3 separate regions of the Mus musculus genome follow, and all the other regions are linked to region 3. The links are chromatin contacts, called in public HiChIP or PLAC-seq maps. All regions are on one chromosome and are shown on one strand. Each heading gives the region's core, a stretch centred on a gene start, on an enhancer-like site or on the middle of the called end of the contact. The rest is flanking DNA. Distances are from core to core; before and after follow the strand shown. Region 1 holds the start of 2310039H08Rik (RIKEN cDNA 2310039H08 gene). Region 2 holds the start of Ptk7 (PTK7 protein tyrosine kinase 7). Region 3 holds the start of Hsp90ab1 (heat shock protein 90 alpha (cytosolic), class B member 1).

Region 1 (4,131 bases), core at 17-2,516, 1.2 Mb after region 3:
TTCGAGGCCAGCCTGGTCTACAGAGTGAGTTCCAGGACAGCCAGGGCTACACAGAGAAACCCTGTCTTGAAAAACAAAACAGAAAAGGAAAGGAAAGGAAAGGAAAGGAAAGGAAAGGAAAGGAAAGGAAAGGAAAGGAAAGGAAGCCCTAAGAGGTTCAGCATTACATGAGGAAAAGTGTGCCAGAGGGGCTGCAGACAGAGCTCTCAGTTAGTAGAGTGCTTGGCTAATACATATAAACTCCTGTGCTCCATTCCCGGCACCATACAATACAATTCAATTCCCAGCACATACTGGACATGGACCCCTGTAATCCCAGCACTGCGGAGGTGGAGGGCCAGGAGTTCAAAGCCGCGGTTGGGAATGGTCAGCAGTTAGTGCCTGCCGTGCAGGTGTGAGGGTCAGAATTTGAATGCCCACAAACCCAGATAAATGCCAGCTGGATGCGGCGGTCTGCCTACTTCTGCCCTTCGAAGGCAAGGATCCGAAGTCAGACGCGTGCATACGCGCGCGCACGCACACACACACAGACTATATTGTGAGTTCAAGTTCAAGGTCAGCTTTGGCTACAGGAGACCTTGAAAACATGAGAACGGGGATAAAAATTCAATAGCCCTACCTGCTGAGCCATCTTACCCACTTTTTGGGTTTCATGGGGTTGTTTCCGGTGAAGGGTAAACATGCTGTGTGCTTTTAACATTATGCAAAGTATGCTTTACTTACTGATTTCTTGATCTGTGCCAGATCAAGCTGTTTATTATATACTTACATGTTTCAGTGTGTAACTCGGCTGGCTCTATGGCCCGAGCATATGGTGTTACAAGCATGAGCCACTGCATCCTGTCAGGATAGCTTTGATACAGAAATCTGAACAGCATTGGGAGGTGTAGCGCAGCAGACATTGGGAGATGACGAATCCTTGGCTCAAACCAAAATTGACTACAAATCCCAAACAACACATAACCCAAACCCAAACAACAACAACAAAAACCAGGGATTTGATCCTTAGTACCACAATTAACAAATGTGACGAGCGCTTGCTTGCTTGCTTGGAAAAGCATACAGAATCACGCTCTGGACTGTAGCGCGAGACTCAAACTACCAAGACGACCCTCCCGGCCCTGAGCGCGCAGCCTGCGTCCGCATCTACACGTGCCAAAGGGAAGTGCTTTTGTACAGCCACGCCTCCTCACACTTGTCTCACTGGGTGCAAAAACTTCACTTTTTGGCTCGTTCCCCCACCCCACCCCGCCCGCTCCTCACCCACCGCAGCACATCTCATGTTGTGGAATGAGAGCTGGAGGTTAACCCAGGCTGCAGCTTCTGCACAAATAGCCCGGGTCTTGGAAGGTCTACCCTGGGCTAAGTTACTAAGCTCCCCTCTACTTTTCACGAAGTGGTTGCTCCCACTCCACCCGGAAGTGCTTACAGCCGGATCCGGGGGATGAGCTGGTGGCAGGACATGGACCAGCGTGGCGGTGTCTCCAGTCCGAGCGGTGCACTGGCGTCTGCCGAGCCAGCTCCTGCCTCGGTGACCCTGGCGGAGCTCCTGCACCTGGTACAGAAGGGCCAGGAGGTCCCGGGCCTGGAGAAACGCCACATCACTGCGACCCACGGTGAACCCACCGCGTCTCTGCTCCCTCGGAGGCCCAAGCCCTGGGAAGATGCGGGCTCGGCCGCCTCACCCTGCACCATCGCCCTAGACACGAGGACGCAGCCTCCGACCATCGAGGAGCGATCCCGGGGCAGTCCAGCCGCCCAACTCGACGGAGGCCCAAGGGTTTCCTGATGCTCGAGGTGTTTCCCGAGGGCATGACTGGGTCCTACACAAACTTGAGTCTGGACACTTGCCACCTGTGGGACTCAATGTTGCCTAGTAATTTTGTTTTTGGATGCCAAATTTCAACTTCATACTGTGTCCTAGTCCATTTGTGTAACGGAAATAAGTTTCCCTTGTCACTGTAGGACAGCACAACCTCCTGGACCCGCTTGTTCTGATGATACCGATAAACCGATATCCAAAAGGCATTTCTAACTTGGCAGTCGTTTGGGTTTGATGAAAAGGTTCCTTCCCAGAGTGATACATAGAAACCCTGGTTCTTGGAGTTGGGGGACTGGAGAGAGGGCTCGGTGCTCTTCCAGAGGATCAAGGTTCAATTTCCAGCAAACATGGTGACTCACATTTTAATGGGATCTGACGCCCTCTTCTGTTGTCAGTGTGCTTGGCCACATAACTAAATCTTAAAAAACCCTGACTCTTGGGAGCAACTAAGGTAGTGCGAGCAGAGGCAGTTTGGTAGTTGGTACCCCCATAGGAGTTGGCTTTCTCCTCCCACCATGCACCAGACCCCCCCCCCCCCCCCCCCCCCCCCGGTTAAGCTCTGGCTTGGCAGCAGGTGCCTTACCCAGATTCATCTCCAAGGCTGAAACTAGTAGTTGGGAATTAAGCCCTGGGTTTCTGAGGGAGCATTCTTTCCTCCCCGCAGGACTTGTGAAACGGTGCCAGATGCCCAGGGGACTGGGCGAACGGCTCTTTTTAAAGATTTATTTATTTTATGTAAGTACACTGTAGCTGTCTTCAGATACACCAGAAGAGGGCGTCAGATCTCATTACAGATGGTTGTGAGCCACCATGTGGTACCACTGAGCCAACTCTCCAGCCCCTGGGCGAACGGCTCTTAACCACTGAGCCCACCTTGGGCCCCCTCGAGTGTTTTTGGAGTCGGGGTCGTTAATACATCGATCTTTGTCTGCCTTCATAGTGACACCAAGCTTGCCAGCAGTCCTTCTTTCTAAATAGGCTCGGTGGCTACTTCTCCATAGGCCCCAATGGCAGTATACTAGCTGCCAGAATGTCTATCCATGTAGTCAAGGTCCTAATAGACCTGGGTCATCTCCAGCAACATGGACAACCCCACTTGTTTCTTGAGTCTCTGTAACCCTGGCTGGCCTCAGGCTCACAATAAGCCATCGCCTTTGGGGCTGGAGGCACAAGCCAAGTGCACCTGCTTTCTCAGAGGGCCTAGAATTGGTCCCAGCATCCACCTCTGAGCCTTCATTTGCCAGTAATTCTAGCTCCAGGGCAAGTGACACTTCCTGGCTACTTTGGCATGTACTCACACGCAAAAATCTTAAAAACAATCTTTTACTATATAGAAAAAAGCTTGTTTTAAATTCCAAGCAAGCCAGAAATGGAAGCCTTAGCTCTGCTCGCCCAGGCCTCTCTCCAATGCTACAGTGCTTCCCTACTTAGGAAGATGCAGGATTCTGCAGGATCCCAGAATGTTAAATAGCCATGCTGTTTGTCCAAGGTTGCGATGCATTTTTGGTCACCTCATTTCCCAATGATCAGTTAACACTGATCCAGGTGAAATTTAGTGGGCATTTCCTGGGTACATGTGGTTTAGGAAACAACAATCTATCACTGCATTGGTTTTTGTTTTGTTTTTTTTCTGAGACAGGGTTTCTCTGTGTAGTCCTGGCTGTCCTGGAACTCACTCTGTAGACCAGGCTGGCCTCGAACTCAGAAATCCGCCTGCCTCTGCCTCCCGAGTGCTGGGATTAAAGGTGTGCTCCCCCACTGTCCAGCTTTTTGTTTATCTTTAACATTTTCTCTATGTGTAGCCCTGGGTATCCTGGAAATCTGTAGAGCAGGCTTGCCTGTCCCTGAACTCATGAAGTCTGCCTGCCTCTGCCTCCCAAGCGCTGCAACTAAAGGTATACACACCAGGCCCAGGCAAACACTAGTTTTTAATAGAAGACAAGTGATTAAACTTCAGTCCCCTCCGGTAGCACAGAATGCAACTAGCTTAACAGACCAATGTGCATAAAAATGCAGGCTGTAGCCGGGCGTGGTGGCGCACGCCTTTAATCCCAGCACCTAGGAGGAGGAGGCAGGACTGCTGTGGAGTATAAGGCCAGCCAGGGCCAACAGGGAGACCCTGCTTTGAACAAAGCAAACACAAGACTGCCTACCCTGACAAAAATAAAAAGTAAAACCGGGACCCTCTTGATCCATGTTCAAGTGCGCCGCTTGGTCTGGCCCACTGCTCTAACAGTCTTGGAGGGGGTGGGAGGGAGGTTTGTGCTTGTTGCCCACCCAACATTAAACACCAAGATAGAAGGCAGGAT
Region 2 (3,943 bases), core at 953-3,452, 1.1 Mb after region 3:
GCTTCGATCTATTAAAACCTCCTTGTCCCCTGAAGACATGCATCTGGGGTAGGTAGAGTCCCTGGATCTCACCAGCAGAGCAGGCGCCTCCGCTGAAATCGTTTACAGCACACGGATAGGTTTCACACGAAGGCACATTTGGTGGAACTGATTTAAGGCTCTCATTAAAATGTTTCTTTGTGGAGATACCCCCCAAACCCCTCCTATCCAACCCCCCCCACACACACACCCTCCCAGAACACCCACCACTAGAGTTCACATCTCGAACATCAAGAGTCCTCAGAGAAGAAATTGGCAATGTAGCGTGGTTGAGCAAGGGCCATCTCCACCAGAACTTGCCTTTGACTTCAGAAAGCTAAACCGCAGCAGCAAATACAGCTACATCTAGCAGAGCCACACACACCAAAACCCAGCAGCCAGCCGAGGAGGCCTGTGAGCTGGGGCTGCCTGCCCATATGGTTGGGCCTTCATCCTGGCTGTGTTAAAAAACAAAACAACAACAACAACAACAACAAAACCTTACATACTTCCTCTGGGAGCAGATGCAGGACTTTGCCATGAGCAATGACTACCCCACACATAAGGAACACAGGACAACTTAGGAACACCAGCTTAAGAGACCCCAGGGTTGGTTTTTAGGCTATGCCTACCTCTTTATAACTGGGGGTGGGAAAGACTTTCATTCTCTGGTCCCTAAACCCTCAACAGCTGGTCAGGAAGATGACAGTATACAATTCCCTGCCCCTGCCCTCCCGGCTAGAACTCATTAAAGAGAAGGCTAAGTAAGTTCTTTTTAGGTTAAGGACTAAGACACCCCCACCCCCACCCCCGCAGACTGTCTCCCCAAGGAGGGCTGTTTCCGCAGACCACCACTGGTAGTTTTGTCTTGGAAGGTAAGGAGGGAGTCATTTGGACCAGCAGACTGGGTATATGGGTGGCTTGGCGATTTCCGGTTAAGTCACTTACAACACCTTAGTTGTGACCGACTCTCAGGTGTGATCAGCCAGGAAATAAAAGTCTGCGGGACAGGGTGCCCCTTGTTTGCCCTGGAGATGGGGGGGGGGGGCGGGGGGGCCACACCCTCACCAAAGTAGAGAGACCCTTCACGAAAAGCCAGAGTTGGGCGCTCTCTCTCTCTCTCTCTCTCTCTCTCTCTCTCTCTCTCTCTCTCTCTCTCGTTCTATCTCTCTCTTTGCCTTTCTGCCCTTAGGAAGAGAGACAATCCTTTCCTCCGAGAACACGGACACACGGACAGGATGGAAATCCAGGAAACAGCAAAGCAAAGCCCGTCCGCACCTTGGCAAGCCGGCCATGCCCGATTTTGGCAGCGGCCTTCACTCATTAGTCACCACTACAGCCTGGGACCCTCCGCTCCAGGGATACGACCCTGGCACCGAGTAGGCTCAAGGCCTAGTTGGAGGAGAAGATTAGGCACTTCTCAGTCTAACCTGCCCTCACCCGCAGGGCCATCTGGGGTTCCAGCTTTGCCCCGGAACTTGCAGGGAGGGACCCGGGCGCGTCGGGCCGGCATAGGTAACAAAGCTCCGCGCCAGGCGCGCCCCATGTCAGCTCGGACGGGATCGGGAGCCAGGCCTATCCCCCTCATCTGGGCTCCAAGGCCCGGGGCATTCCTGGGTGTCCGCGTCCGCACCTTTTCACGGGATGGGAGGGCACTGCTTCTCCAAAAGGGAGATCTTAGCAGAGCTTGGGAGCCAGCGACTCCGGGCAACGCTCGAGCAAACTCTCGGATCGGGCGGAGAGAACTCACAGCAAACGCGTCCCCGCGCCCCAGTGCACCGTGTCGCCACCGCGTAGGGGGCGTCGCCAACCCAGGATCCTCGAGCCCCTAGCGAGCCTCTCCACCTCCCCAACTGCCCAGCCCACCTCTCCAGGGCCCTTCCAGCCCCCGGGACTCCCGCGCTTCTCAAAGCACAGCTCGGATCCTCCCGGTTCTCGGGGGACTCACCGGCCAGCAGCGGCAGAAGCAGGGCTCTGAGCAGAGTCAGCGGGCGGGCTCCCATCCTGGCGGGCTGCAGACGAGCAGCGAGGTTCAAGGCACACGGCGAGCGGGCGCGCGGACCGGAGCGCGGGGGCCGCCGCAGCAGCTACAGCCCGAGCCCGAGGCGTCCGGAGCTGGAGCCGCGCGCGCCCCGTACATCCAAGCCCTCGAGCGCGCCGCCGCCGCAGCCAAGCCACGCCCCCGACGCCCCCTCCTCTCCGCCTGCACGGCGCCCCGCCCCCTGACGCCCCCTTCCCCGCCGTCGAGGGGAGGAGCTGGCAATAGAAAGAAGGATCTGGGGAATGATGGGGGGGGGGGGGAGCAGCAGTGGCCGTCTTAGGGGAGTGCCGGAGACCTGGGTGTTGTTCCCACCGCCTAATCTATCCACTGGGACGCAAGAGAACCAAAGTGACTCTCAGAACTCCGTTAGGCCCTCTGAACCTACCTGGAGATCTGGAGCAATAGTTTGCCCAGAATTCTCCAAGTTGCTGGAGTTAAGCAACCCAAAGTGCTGCATGAGACAGACCAGCAGGGTGTCTCAGAAGAAGGCAAGGAGGACATAGCCAGGATGTCTCAGAAGACAAGGAGGGCACAGCTGTGGTGCCCGGTGGAACAGATGTAGCCAGGGAGGGGGAGGGGCGTGCGTGACACTGGACAAATCTGAACCCAAGGTAGAAACCCTGGGCTCCAACCCCCAGCGAGAGCTATTAAACAGACATACATCCCAAGTCCATCTCCAAGCAGTCTGGGCTGTGTCAGGGCATGGCCAAATCTCCAGCTGTGGGGAGGCCCAACGCAGCCCTTGTTCCAGGCACCCTCCACCCCCAGCGCCACCACCCCCACATTCTTTCTTTGTTGTGAAAGCAGCAAGGGGTGTGGGAGGCGGGTCAGAAGAAGTCAAGCTTTAGAAGATGGGCCCCAGCTGCTGACAGGCCTCCAGGATATGCAAGAGAGGATGGATAGCGCCTTGTCCCCCTTCTGGCTCTGGAGGGCCCCCCAGGCCTGCTTAGACCTCCCTTCCCCCAAGCAGCTGGGAGGGGGGAAGGAAGCCACAGAGGGCCTCACAGGCAGGAGAAGTGGCGCCAGGACTCCAGGGTCCTGCCACATGGCCACCACATGTCCCTGACAACCCCGTCCACAGCACCTTCTTCTTGTGTGCCTCATTCCCCATCCCCCAGAAGTCTTCCTCCAGGCCCTGCTAAAGAGGGTACAAACACGGAGGGAACCATTGAGCCAAGAATTCAACAGTCCTGCACACTACCACTGCCCTCATCCTTCTAGGAAGGGTCCTGAACAACGTCTTCAATGAAGACTCCGAACACAAAATGTTACCTGGTTCATTTATTAAAGAAACAGTGAAATATGTGGACCTGTAGTGAGGCAGCAGAGGGTAAAAGAGACCAGGGCAAGGCAGCCCAGTTGGCCAGCCCCAAACTGACAGAAGAGCCAGCATCAGGCGCATCCCTGAGGTGCAGACCCACTTTCTCCCACCTTGGGAGCCTCAGTCAGCTACTCTAGAGGACTCCAAAGTAGAGATCATGTTATCCTGAGGGCCCTTCCGAAGGGGGGTTCCCAGGGAAGGAGCCTAGACCCTAGAAGCAGCAATCTACCACATACACCGCTCCCTCTTCACCATCCTATTGAGTTGGGGAAGAGACAGGAGCCATGGGGAATGCTGTAAGGGCTGTGGGGACCCAGCAGACTAAAAGAGGGAGTTGAATGTCAGCTACTTGAAGAAAGGTCCACAGTGCTGGCGCTGAGGCCCCGGGAGACCTGAAAGAGACCAGCAACCACACATCACTGCAAACTCCTGGAGTCTGCCTGCTCTGCAGAGACTAAAGATGGAATTTCTAACCTCAACCTAAGCTCTAGGACTTTGCTTAGGCACGGTCTACTGGAGGAGCTACGGGACGAAACCTGGGCAAGAATGCTGGCTTGCACAGT
Region 3 (3,912 bases), core at 651-3,150:
TTAACTTAAGCAGTAACAAATTAGAGGACGGTGTGGATGAAAGGCCACACACCTGGAGAGCCTCCATGAACGCCTTCGTGCCAGACTTAGCAATGGTTCCCAGGTTATTAATGAGGTCAGCCTTGGTCATGCCAATGCCTGTGTCCACCAAAGTCAGCGTGCGCTCCTGAGGGTTGGGGATGATGTCAATTTTCAGCTCTTTCCCACTGTCCAACTTAGAAGGGTCCGTCAGGCTCTCATATCGAATCTTGTCCAGGGCCTGTAGTAAACGCAAAAAGCCAGATTATTTTATTTTTCCAAACAGTCCCTCCCCCTTCAACATCAACTGAACTGTTCTTCTCAATCACTCCCACACACACACACACTTCCGTGAAGCCTTAGAAATTCAACAACAGAATACTCACATCTGAAGCATTAGAGATCAACTCGCGGAGGAAAATCTCCTTGTTTGAATAGAAAGTGTTGATGATGAGGGACATGAGCTGGGCAATTTCTGCCTGAAAGGCAAAGGTCTCCACCTCCTCCTCTCCATGGTGCACTTCCTCAGGCATCTAAGAATGAAAGAATTACTACTAAGGACCATTATAGACACACATTTTAATATCCAGCTCAAACTTCTTTAGTCTGGGAAAGTATCCAACCCAAAGAGACAAGAGCAGCCATTTTCTTTAAAAAAGGACATTTAAGCTACAATGGCCAAGACAAAAATGACAGAAAAAAACCTAAAAGATGGGTTTTCCAGAACAGATGCCCAAAAGTCAAACTCTTGAACATTGGCATGTTCAGTGCATAGCTCACTGACTCTGAACAGAACACCTGGCAATATGGTAAAAATCCAGACTAAGTTAACAATACATAAAAAAGAACCTCAAGCAACCCCTGGTACTCACACCCCTTAACTACAATCTCCTCATTGGGGTGAGGAACAACTTTAACAGAAAAAGCAGTCTTTTTTAATTTTTATTTTATTCCACCCAGCAGGGCAAGAGAACCTTGAAGCTGTAGTCTGGGAGGCGCTCACGGGGCAATTAAATCAGGACAAAGAAATCAAGAGCTCCACCGTGACCACTCACTGTGCAGACTTGCATAGGCCGGAACCCAAGTAAAATGGTGGCCCAGCCGTCCAACGACCCTCGTCACTGCCGGACATGCGTCGGCAGGAGCCACACGGGGAGGGGGCGCCATTGAAACCCTCCCACCGCCCCAGCATCCGGGCACTGGGGCGGGGCGCCCAGGCTTCCAGAACAATCTGAGCTCCGGGGAGGGGAGGAGAAAGGGAGGGACCTAGGAATCTTCTCGTGCCTGCTCTGTCTCTCCTCCCCCGCCCTCCACTGGGAGGGCAGAAAGATCTGGAAAGGGAAAGCGCGGTGGGTTCCGGCGTCCCTGCTGTGCACCCCTCCCCAAAATCAAGCACGTTGGTACCGGCGGCGTCCGGGGGAGGCAGCCAGGCCAACCTCCCCAGGCCTTGCTGAGTCACGCAGAGCAGCCCGCCACCGCGCGGACCCTGCAGCCGCGCCCGGAAGTGGAGGGCAAACATGGCAGCGTCCCGGGTCGGCGACTACCACGTGCGGCCGCCCACCACCTGGCCGGGCCGCACCCCCACCCCACGCTCCGGGGAATCCACCCGCCCCGGGGAGCCTCGCGTGCAAGCCCGCCGGGGTACAGCCCGAACCTCTAACCTCTAGACACGTTATCTCCACAGGCTGCCCCGCCGGGGAAGGAGGCTTTGGGACAGATGAGATGGAGGCTGGGACCCCGGGAAGAAGCCCCCGGAGAGCCGCCGGGGACGAGAGACCCCGGCCTTACCTTGACGGGAAAGCCGAGTAGTAGTACAGAGCAGGGTGGTGGGCCCGGACCAAGTCCGACTCGCACGGCAAGCCTAGGCTGCGCGGGGGTGACTCAAGAGAGCTCCCGAACGCCCCCGACCGCCCTATATAAGGCGAAGCACAGCCCGGGCCCCGCCCTTGGATCCCTCCGCCTTAAAGGAGTGGCTGCGGGCCACGCACCTGCCGCCGCCCGCCCACCTTGACGTCATGGTAGCAGATCGTGGAGGGGGCGGGGAGGAGCGGGACCCCGGGCCTGGTTCCTGAGTCAAGGCCAATTCAATATCGTTTTGCACATCCCCCATTTCTGCAGGAGTAGGACATGTCCCCCCTCAAGATGAGCAGGGAGCATGCATATGCAATTAGGGATGTATCTGCGGGCGAATACCCTACGGACTGCCTCAGAAAACTCAAGGTAGGCGCTTCCACCCCCCCACCCCCCAAGAGTCCAGAACTCAGGGGACTGAAAGAGAATGGAGGTGGCCAACTCGGCTGCCATTTCCAGACCCGATCTTACTAGAATGTTCCCTACAAATCGCACATCAAGAGAAAAGGATGATAAATTCCTTGTCCAACTTTAAGGAGGCCCCCGATTCCCCCATCCCCACCCTCCCGGGTACAGCACAGCTTCAGGCTGGGAGCCGCTTTCCCCGAGGGGAGGGGCACGGGCCTGGGCTGGTAGGGACTCTTTGGCGGCCTGCGGCGGAAGGATCAGCAGCGGTGGTGCTGCGATTTCTTCCAGCAGTTTCTAGGCCTGTCTCGGCGGTCTCCACCCCTCCCCCCTAGGCTCCACCTCCCCTGCTGCGGCGGGGGCAGTGTCTTCGTCGCCGCTTGGCTGGGTGGCTTTTTTTTTTTTTTTTTTTCCCCTACCTTGATCTTACCCTGGGAAGAAATTTTCCCCAAGTCTGCCTACCGTGGGCCAGGGTTGAACGACCCTCCACGCGTGGCCCTAAGAGGCCCACATAACAGTGGGGGAGTGGAGCGCAGAGGGAGGGATAGCTGACCTGGATCGGTCACAGGGCACGGGGGCTGTGGGGGTGAGTGACTGCGGACACCTTCTAGTGAACAGAGAACCGAGCTAGCAGCTTGCGCTACTGGGTAGAACACTCCCCACCCCTCAGCCTCCCCGGTCTCCCACGTACACAGCGCGCGGGTACGTGCGCCCTCCCTATGTGAGCACAAGCTGTTTCTCAAGCTGGTTTCGCTTCTCTAGCCTCTTCCCTACTGCATGCAGCTCTTTGGACCTAGAGAGGAGCAGGTCCCAGTCTTTTCAGAGAAGCTGGAGTTCTAGGCATCCGCATGAAGGTGCTGGTCACAGGTTGGCCCAGTTCCAGGAGCCAGAAAACCAAGTTGTGCCAGTGCCTCTGTTCTAAAGGTGGCCTGCCATGTCCTTCAGCTGGCAATCTAGCCTTGCCTTTTTCCAAGGCTGCATCTGGAAGCTTGTTGGACTGATGAGCCCTCCAGTAGAGGATGGGCACTCAGTGCTCTGCTATCTTAGCTCATGCTGGCTTGTGTCCCCACACCACCGCCCACACCTTTGTTCCCGGTGCTTGCCTGCAGTCTGTCTAATGTGCATTCATTGTTAAACAGTAGTTGCTTTCTCCTTGCCTCTGTCTACTTCGTCTGTTATCATCCCATCCTGCACTGTCTGTTAGCCTCTCCTTAATTCTGTGTGTGTGTGTGTGTGTGTGTGTGTGTGTGTGTGTGTGTGTGTGTGAAGCCCATAAAGAAATCAATATATGAGGAGACACTGGGTAGGATTGCTCAGAAGGCCCTAGGGTGTTGCATTGATTCCTAATCTGAAACCAGAAACTTCAACACTCAAACCCTCTCAGCAAAAGGAGCCTAGCTGATCCCTGGGCTGGACATTTAGCTCCAGGGTAGTGTTTCCCTAAGACCCACCAATCCTGGATTCCCTAGTTCACAAACAGCACTGACTACCTCTCCTTGGCCTCTGAATGGTTGAAAGCTACTCTGTATATTTCATGGACAGGAAAATGAAGGTCTCTGTGAATAATGGGGTCACTAAACCCAGGGCCATTCCTGTTCTGAAAGTAGAATGGGGACAGGAGTGTACTCTCTCTTGCTG

The links. HiChIP or PLAC-seq counts read pairs in DNA pulled down with a chosen protein or histone mark.
Region 1: a FOXA1 HiChIP or PLAC-seq map of pancreatic cancer cells shows a contact between it and region 3. The contact joins the promoter of 2310039H08Rik here to the promoter of Hsp90ab1 in region 3. A contact is called at or near these places in 2 of 39 promoter capture datasets (the C10 cell line and pre-B cells), 2 of 484 Hi-C or Micro-C datasets (B cells and nephron progenitors), 3 of 115 datasets of contacts at active chromatin or transcription factors (large pre-B cells, pancreatic cancer cells and stem cell-derived neural progenitor cells) and 1 of 9 other capture datasets (embryonic stem cells).
Region 2: a contact with region 3 is called in an H3K27ac HiChIP or PLAC-seq map of double positive thymocytes, with 4 times the contacts expected there. The contact joins the promoter of Ptk7 here to the promoter of Hsp90ab1 in region 3. A contact is called at or near these places in 3 of 39 promoter capture datasets (cranial neural crest, frontonasal cranial neural crest and maxillary cranial neural crest) and 4 of 115 datasets of contacts at active chromatin or transcription factors (double positive thymocytes, embryonic stem cells and stem cell-derived neural progenitor cells).

The regions. Positions count from the first base shown.
Region 1 is chr17:46,771,369-46,775,499 of GRCm38.p6, forward strand. 2310039H08Rik (RIKEN cDNA 2310039H08 gene) reads left to right here and starts at 1,267. Exons shown (of 1, transcript NM_025966.3): 1 at 1,267-2,039. The coding sequence starts at 1,445. The coding sequence ends at 1,789. Rpl7l1 (ribosomal protein L7-like 1) reads right to left here. Exons shown (of 7, transcript NM_025433.3): 7 at 2,539-4,131.
Region 2 is chr17:46,627,302-46,631,244 of GRCm38.p6, forward strand. It overlaps Ptk7 (PTK7 protein tyrosine kinase 7), which reads right to left and starts at 2,203. Exons shown (of 20, transcript NM_175168.4): 1 at 1,967-2,203. The coding sequence starts at 2,021. It overlaps Klc4 (kinesin light chain 4), which reads right to left. Exons shown (of 16, transcript NM_001357130.1): 16 at 3,328-3,772. The coding sequence ends at 3,722.
Region 3 is chr17:45,571,361-45,575,272 of GRCm38.p6, forward strand. Hsp90ab1 (heat shock protein 90 alpha (cytosolic), class B member 1) reads right to left here and starts at 1,901. Exons shown (of 11, transcript NM_008302.3): 1 at 1,807-1,901; 2 at 405-551; 3 at 53-259. The coding sequence starts at 551. Gm35399 (a long non-coding RNA gene) reads left to right here and starts at 1,955. Exons shown (of 2, transcript XR_385595.1): 1 at 1,955-2,036; 2 at 2,137-3,430.